2 separate regions of the Sus scrofa genome follow, and region 2 is linked to region 1. Evidence: chromatin contacts called from public Hi-C data. All regions are on one chromosome and are shown on one strand. The core of a region is the stretch at or near the end of the contact, and the rest is flanking DNA. Distances in the headings are between cores, read along the strand shown.

What was found. Hi-C and Micro-C count contacts between places; a contact is called where the count stands out from the background.
Region 2: a contact with region 1 is called in a Hi-C map of liver, with 6 times the contacts expected there. The contact joins the promoter of ARGFX here to the promoter of SLC15A2 in region 1. A contact is called at or near these places in 1 of 5 promoter capture datasets (liver) and 4 of 47 Hi-C or Micro-C datasets (embryonic fibroblasts, liver, retroperitoneal adipose tissue and 1 more).

The regions. Positions count from the first base shown.
Region 1 is chr13:138,630,738-138,634,347 of Sscrofa11.1, reverse strand. SLC15A2 (solute carrier family 15 member 2) reads left to right here and starts at 1,800. Exons shown (of 22, transcript NM_001097514.1): 1 at 1,800-1,931. The coding sequence starts at 1,827. It overlaps EAF2 (ELL-associated factor 2), which reads left to right. Exons shown (of 6, transcript XM_013980937.2): 6 at 1,673-1,807. The coding sequence ends at 1,683.
Region 2 is chr13:138,926,665-138,930,686 of Sscrofa11.1, reverse strand. It overlaps ARGFX (arginine-fifty homeobox), which reads left to right and starts at 2,296. Exons shown (of 1, transcript XM_013980898.2): 1 at 2,296-3,296. The coding sequence starts at 2,296. The coding sequence ends at 3,108.

The DNA of each region.
Region 1 (3,610 bases), core at 551-3,050:
GGGAAGTTTAGTTTACATAGGACAAGATTAAGTTTCCTTCCATCTCTGATATTATTTGATTCTATTAATGTTAGCATAGTATTGCATAATTAAAAGAAGAATTTCATCTAAACAAAGGAGTATGAGAACCAATGCCAATACTCTAAAGTTTGATATTTAGGGCACCTATGAGCACAAATGAATTGGTGCTTTGTTCACAGGTGCTATTCCATTTGCTCTGCCAGATCAAATGCTATCAAGTCAGAGCAAGGGGAGCCACTGATATAATTAGATCTTAAAGACATTTGTGCCTCTAGTGGTTAACTTGACCAGTAACTTCTGACTGTTCATTTGTTTTGCATCTAGAGTCATTAACCAAACTAGGTCAGAAAGGGCAGTGCTTCCTGAAAGAATAACTACAGCTTAATCATTAATGTCACAGTCTGAAATGAAGCTGGACTCTTTTTCATTGGTGGGAGAGAAGTGGGATAAGAGGTATACTAGAAGCTGGGAAAATATGGTCAAAGTCTAAGATAGAGTTTAGGAAAGAGAGGATAGAGTTTATTCTGGCCTTACTTGTCAACAAATTACTCAAACAGGTAATGGAAGAACTTTACAGGGAATAGAGTCATAGGTTCTCTCTCATATTCTAAAATAAAATAATTCATTCCCCTGTTTCCTGACTTCCTTGTTGGTTTAGTCTTCATTTTTCTTCTTGCTGTCTTGCCATTATTTTCCTTTCTCTTTTGACTGACAGCTAGATGGACACCATACTCTCTTGTTCTTATTTTGCCTCTTTGACTTAGCAAAAATCATACTGTAAAAAGTACATCTATCATTGTCATGGCTGTTCTTGTTCCTCCTCTGATAGGAAATAAATATTATATTCTGGAGTCACTGGGAAGTCCATTCACTGAAAATTAAGGAAAATGATGTTTGTAATAGTAACTAGAAAATATCTGGTTCCTAATTTTTATGCAAATTAAATTGTATTTCCTCATGTCATGAAGGATTCATCTTGACGTGAGAAAATAAATTTATCAAAGTAGAAGAATTATTCCCAAATGTACATGACCAAGACCTATTTAATTGCTTATAGGATATTTCTAGTTGAACTTTATTATGTTGAAAACCAAATGTTTTTTTCTATCCAAATTCATTTTGGAGATGACCTTCCCTCTTCAATGCATTTCAGTTCCCCCGCATTCCTATGTTCCTATGTTTACATTTCCATATAGCCTCCATTCCCGAGAAAGGACCATAGGCTTTACTGATACTAATCTATATGTAATGGCATACCGAAAATTCCAGATCTGCTGCTTACTGGCCACATGATATTGGGCAAATTACATAACCTGTTGTTTATTAGTTCCTTAAAACGAGGATAGTAGTAAGAATTAAAACATATGGGTATAGATATAATATATGTATGTATATATAAACTTTGCCCATAGTAGATGTGCAACAAGTGGTGGCTATTATTACCCTGAAATCAATTTTGAAATCTGTGCTCCAGGCTATGCTCCAGGTCTGTGTAGTCTTACTAATTTTCATCCATTTGCAGTTCTCCAGCATTATGCTCTTCCAGCCCATGATGTGGTGTTCTTCCTTGTGCTCTACCTTTAACATAATCATTCTTTGAACTAGTCTCTAAGACTCGATCCTTTCTTTTATATAGCTTTCTACTTTGCAGGCAGCTGCTGAAGCCCGACACCCACGGGGTTAAACCTAGTTGCCGAAGCCACCCCCTCTTCCCCTCCCAGTCCCCCTTTTCACAGTAGCCTGGCAGCTGTCCGACTGCCTACCAAAGCCAAATGCTTGAAGAGAGAGAGAGTAAGGAGCCAGCCATGAATCCCTTCCAGAAAAATGAATCCAAGGAAACACTTTTTTTACCTGTCTCCACTGAAGAAGTACCACCTCGACCCCCCAGCTTTCCAAAGAAGCCATCTCCGGTGAGTCCTCAGATTCAGTTCTGCCTCTGACAGGAACATACTTGCTCTTTTGGTTCTCCTCCTTGGCCTCTAGAGTTTCAGGCTGAGCTGTGTTACAGTGTTAAAAACTCTTCTCTCTCTCGGATTTAGAGTTAACCTGTAAACCAAGTCTAAACAGAAGTTTCCTTTACTTAGGAGAGGATGCAGCAGAAAGAGGTAGTCAGAGTTCTTCAATTGGCATCTAAGACTTTGATGTGTTTCATTGTATACTCTGAGTTTCTCTAGGGTGGGAAAAAAAGCACTTTGAGCGTCCAGGGAAACTTGGCAAGCACTCCTTTCTGGAGAACTGTGTGTGATTGTTCTTTCTTTACTAATATAAAAACTCAACCCTTAGTTCCCCCTGTGTGTAGAGTCTATGCTGGACACCAAGGTCTGTTATTATGTGTTTCAGTTTACAGTGGGGGAAGGAACAGGGAAACAAGGAAGTGATAATAATGTTTTGTATACGTGTTAAAGCACTTGCAAATTCATTATCTCGTTTCAATCTTCATATCAAAATCCTATAAGTGGAGAGGATATAGAAATATTAGCCAGTATTTAATGAGTTCTTACCACAAAGAGGTGGTAGTGTTCTAGAGGTGGTAGTTTCTTTGGAATAATAGAATTGAAGTATAAAGACAAGTGTAGTGATACACCGGGGGCAGTATGTTAACACAGCCAATGACAGTGTTACATAGCTAGTAAAAGTGTGCTAATTAAACTTGAAGTTGCATAATTCTCAAACTGTGAGCTAAAAGGTAAAGAACTTAATTCACTGTATCTTTCAAGCAAGTTTTTAATCATACATTAATGTATATTAATATTTAGGAGGGTTGTTTATATCTATATGGATAAAAGATTGGATACATTAATGTATTAATTTATCATTTATTTATTTAGTTATATCTCTTCTGGTCCCAAAGAATTTAAGCTTGCTCACAAAGATGTGTGTGTGTGTGTATCTTATTAATAAGAAGAGACCATAAAAATCTCATGGTAAGATTTGGTTGAACCAAGAACAGATATCTCCATCCCTCTCTCATGTTAGTTGGGCCATCATAATGGGTAGGAATTTGAAATGAAACATGATATTCCTTATATTCTGACAGATAATGCTTGAAATAGCATAGTACTTTTAATGCCCAATAGGATTACCATTAAAATGCTGTAGAATCTCTTTTATAGAAAGAATGGACATTTAATTTGACAAGATTTAAGAACTCTGCCCAAGGTGAAGGTATTCAATCAGCTTACCTTTAAGAATCTGTATTGGGCTCTGTGCCTGGCTCTAGTAGCCACTTAGAGGGAGGCCTTCATATTGCCAGGATTCCTCCAAGCACAGTGAACAGGGCAGGTGAGGACAGAGGTTAATCTGCACAGTGGAGCTAAGTATACTGACAGCTAAGTGTAACTGCTTAGACATCAGATGCTCTAGAGGACAACTCTTGGTTCTGTTCCTAGAAATGAATTTCATTATTCTCCTGCCTGGGGCGCTGGATGTTTCATTTAGTACTTGTGGGAAGATGAACAGGTCCTGGTGTCTAGAATCATGGATGCCTGAGAAGTTCCATGTTAAATGAATGATGAACAAAGTAATATTCAGAATAGTTTCTCTTACTCCTAAATCAGCAATGCAAATACTTTTAGTATGGTACCGGCTG
Region 2 (4,022 bases), core at 1,047-3,546, 300 kb before region 1:
AAATGAGGCCCGGAGTTCCCTTTGTGGTGCAGTGGTTAGCAAACCCGACTAGGATCCATGAGGTTGCGGGTTTGATCCCTGGCCTTGCTCAGTGGGTTAAGGATCCAGTGTTGCCGTGAGCTGTGGTATAGGTTTCAGACATGGTTCGGATCCTCTGTTGCTGTGGCTCTGGCGTAGGCTGGTGGCTACAGCTCCGATTAGACCCCTAGCCTGGGAACCTCCATTTGCACAGGAAGTGGCCCTAGAAATGGCAAAAAGACAAAAAAAAGAAAAGAAAAGAAAAGAAAAGAAATGAGGCCCAAGTGAAGACTCTTTCTCATTATATATAAATGGACATAAAACAGGAGAATTAGCACAGCATTTCTTCAAATTCTATAACTTTCCTATGTCTTTTTGTGGTTAATCTATTAATCTATTTGGTATCTGCAGTTCTTTTCTAGTAAACTTTGTTAATTGCATTTTCTTGGGAAATTTCCTTTTTTTCTCCAATGCCATTTTTAAAAAATAGAATTTTCAATTTGTCTCCACATATTTAGTTATGTCTCATTTCTTATGAACCTTTCCCCAGAGGAAGGAATAGAGCTTCAAAAGGCCTAGGGGGAAAGAAAAAAACACATTTGCCAAATGGGACAGACTAGGTTCCTGAATAAACCAAAGAGGAGAGCAATTCTGAAGAATGTACTACATATTCGTGTGTGGGGACATGAGTTTTCTTCCCAGTTTCTAAAGGAGATCAAGAGTGGAAAAGAAGAAAAGGGAAGAAGTGACTGCCTACTGCCTGTGGTTAGGCAGGGTAGACAGACTGAGTACCAGAGAAAAGAGTTTTCTCTTCTCAGTGCAGGCGAAACTGAAAAACAAGGGAGCCAGCTGCCAAAGCAAACAGACTGGGTACAGAGAAAATTGACAAGGTAACATTTCCTATCAGGGATAAACTAAATCTCAGAAAATAGAGAACAAAGCACTGTTACACAGGGCTCAGCCTCCTAGTCAAGACCTGGGATCTTTTTTGTTTGTTTGTTTATTTGTTTGCTTTTTAGGGCCACATTTGCAGCAGATGGAGGTTCCTAGGCTAAGGGTTGCAGCTGCTAAGAGTGTAGCAGTTGGCCTATATCGCAGCCACAGCAATGCTGGATCCAAGCTGTGTCTGCCACCTACATCGCAATACCGGATCCTTAACCCACTGAGCAAGGCCAGGGATCAAACCTGTGTCCTCATGGATGCTAGTTAGATTTGTTAACTGCTGAGCCCTGACAGGAACTCCAAGACCTGGGACCTTTACCTCCTGGATTCCAAGCCTGGTTGGGGCAAAGTTATGGGAAATTCACAGCTGTGTTTTTGGGGATTTGAGCCCGGAGACAAGAGCACAAAGTAACCACTCCATCTCTATCTCTTTTCTACAGCGAAATGGAAGAAGCCTCATGAACGTACCTCATTCACCCACACACAGTATGAAGCGTTGGAGGCGCTGTTTGGCTATAACATGTTTCCAGACAAAAATCTCCAGAGAAAACTTGCTTTAAAACTCAACCTACCAGAGTCAACAGTTAAGGTCTGTCTGATCTTTTGAGATGTGTTTGAACCTCCATCCAAAATCACATTCTACCATTCAGCCTGGAAATTCCCTCCAAAACACAATAGTTCCCTTATTCAACATCTACTGTGCACTACTATTGCGCTGGGCATGTTGCATATGATTACTTTAATAGCATCTAGTTTAAAAGGTGAGGAAAACTGAAGGTCAGGAGCAAAGTGACTGGCTCACAGAGTTAGCCCATAGTATAACTGGAATTAGAAATCCAGGGGTCTCATATGATAAATTAGAGAAAGGGTTCTTATCCACATTCCTCACTTAGGGTCTTAACAAGCAAAACTCTGCTGTTTTGTTTATTCACAGCACCACCAATTGGCAAATAACTTTCCCAACCTCTGAATCTGCTAGAGCCCCAAATTTTTGTTAGAATATTCCTTACTTCAAAGTCCTTCTAACATAATCCTTGAAAATCCTTCAGTTCAAATTCCCCACCTCTCCCTAGATCCCTGAACTTGGCTTCTCTTCTCTGGAGTTCAGTATCCTTTCTCTGAACTTCCCAGCACAATCTCTGAAATATACCCCCTTTCTCTGCCTCTTTCTCTGGGGCCCCATCCTGATCTCTCACTGTTTCTATTGACTCCATTTATACCAACTTCTGCTTACCAGAACTCAGTGTCATGACGTGGAGAGGACATGAGGGCTACAATCTGGCTTTTTTTCACCCAGGAGAAGCCTCAAACTCCTTCTCCAGTAACGGACCATAACCTCCTCTCTTCTCCCACTCCCAGATTTGGTTCAGGAACCGGAGGTTCAAAATGAGGAAGCAGCAGCAACAAAAGCAGCAGCAATCACTCAAGCCACCAAACCAGACCCTTCCAGCCAAGAAGACACCCACAGCATCAACTAGTCCTCATTCTTTTTTCCCTGAAGTTTCAGATTCCTCTATCTTCCTATCAACTCGGCCCTTGGGCCCTTTCCAGTGTGCAGGGAATTCTACCATCACTGAGAGTCCTACAAGCGATGTCCAAATGCAAGATCCTCAATTGGAGAGACTAGTGGCTTCAGTTCCTGCTTTATACTCTGATGCCTATGACATAGACCAAATCATGAAACTGTACAGTTTTCCTGATGACAATGAGCTAGACAGTTCTTCATTCCACTCTCTATATCAGTATCTTTCACCAATAAGGCCCAGTTAGAACAGAGTTCCTCTTAGAATCTTTGCTGGATCAGGTGTAGCTTTATCTCCTGAGCAAACCTGGTTCAGTATGACAAGCTGGAGCTTTGCAACCCATAGTCTAAGAGACAGCCTGGAATTCCAAAAGTCCTCCAGTGTGGTATACATTTCAATTTCTCTGATCAAAGCACTAACAAATTCCAGACAGTATAGAAAAGGATCTTCTTGCATCTTGTATATGCCTCTTTCCTTTGTCTTAACCCAAATATCTGGCTTAGTGTTACCTGGATTTCTATGCAAATGTAAAAGCTATTTTCTCCCAAGTGTAGCTCAGTACTACATAATTAGCCCCACAATTCTCCCTAGAGAAGGCCTTTCTAGTCCCTTAGATGGCCAATGAGACTCCAAAATTCTCTCTTCTCAAAACTATCTTTGACATTTTAAAAGAAGGTCGGCAGCCTTTAGGGATCATCCTTACTTTTTTTTTCTTTTTGGCCACACCCACGGCATGTGGAATTTGCCCAGCCAGAGATTGAACCTGAATCACAGCAGTGACAAAGTCTGATCATTAACTACTAGACCACCAGAGAACTCCAGGTGTCATCCACATTTTTTTTTTTTTTTGGTCTCTCTCTCTGTTTTTTTTTTTTTTTCCTGGGGCTGCACCCTCAGCATATGGAAATTCCCAGACTAGGGGTCAAATCAGAGCTACAGCTGCTGACCTATGCCACAGCCACAGCAGCTTGGGATCCAAGCCACATCTGCGACCTATACCACAGCTCATGGCCACACCACATCCTTAACACAATAATCCAACCTGTCCTCATGGATACTAGTCAGGTCCGTTAAATGCTGAGCCATGACAGGAACTCTGTCATCCACTTTTTTTGATAGCAGGTTATAAACTCACACATTTCCAACAGTCAGATTTTTAGAATGGCAGTTAAGCTATATTTTCCATCTACATGATTAACTTACAGAATTAAAAGCATTTCTCAAAACCAATAATGAATAAACATAATAAATCCTCTCAATGAAAAATATAGAGTATCTAGGAATTAATCAAGAAAATTAAGTTATCTATACAGAAAACTTCAAAACAGAAATACAAAATATTTTAAACAAAAGGCTTTTGAAGCCATAAAATAATCAATATAAAAGAGTTAAAATCATATAAAGTTTGTTTTCCAAACACAATGGATTAAAATTAGAAATCAAGAGAATTTAGAAAATTCACAAGTATATGGATATTAAAAAGCACACTCTTGAATAACAAATGGGTAAAGAAAAAAATCAGAAAGAAAATTAGGAAAT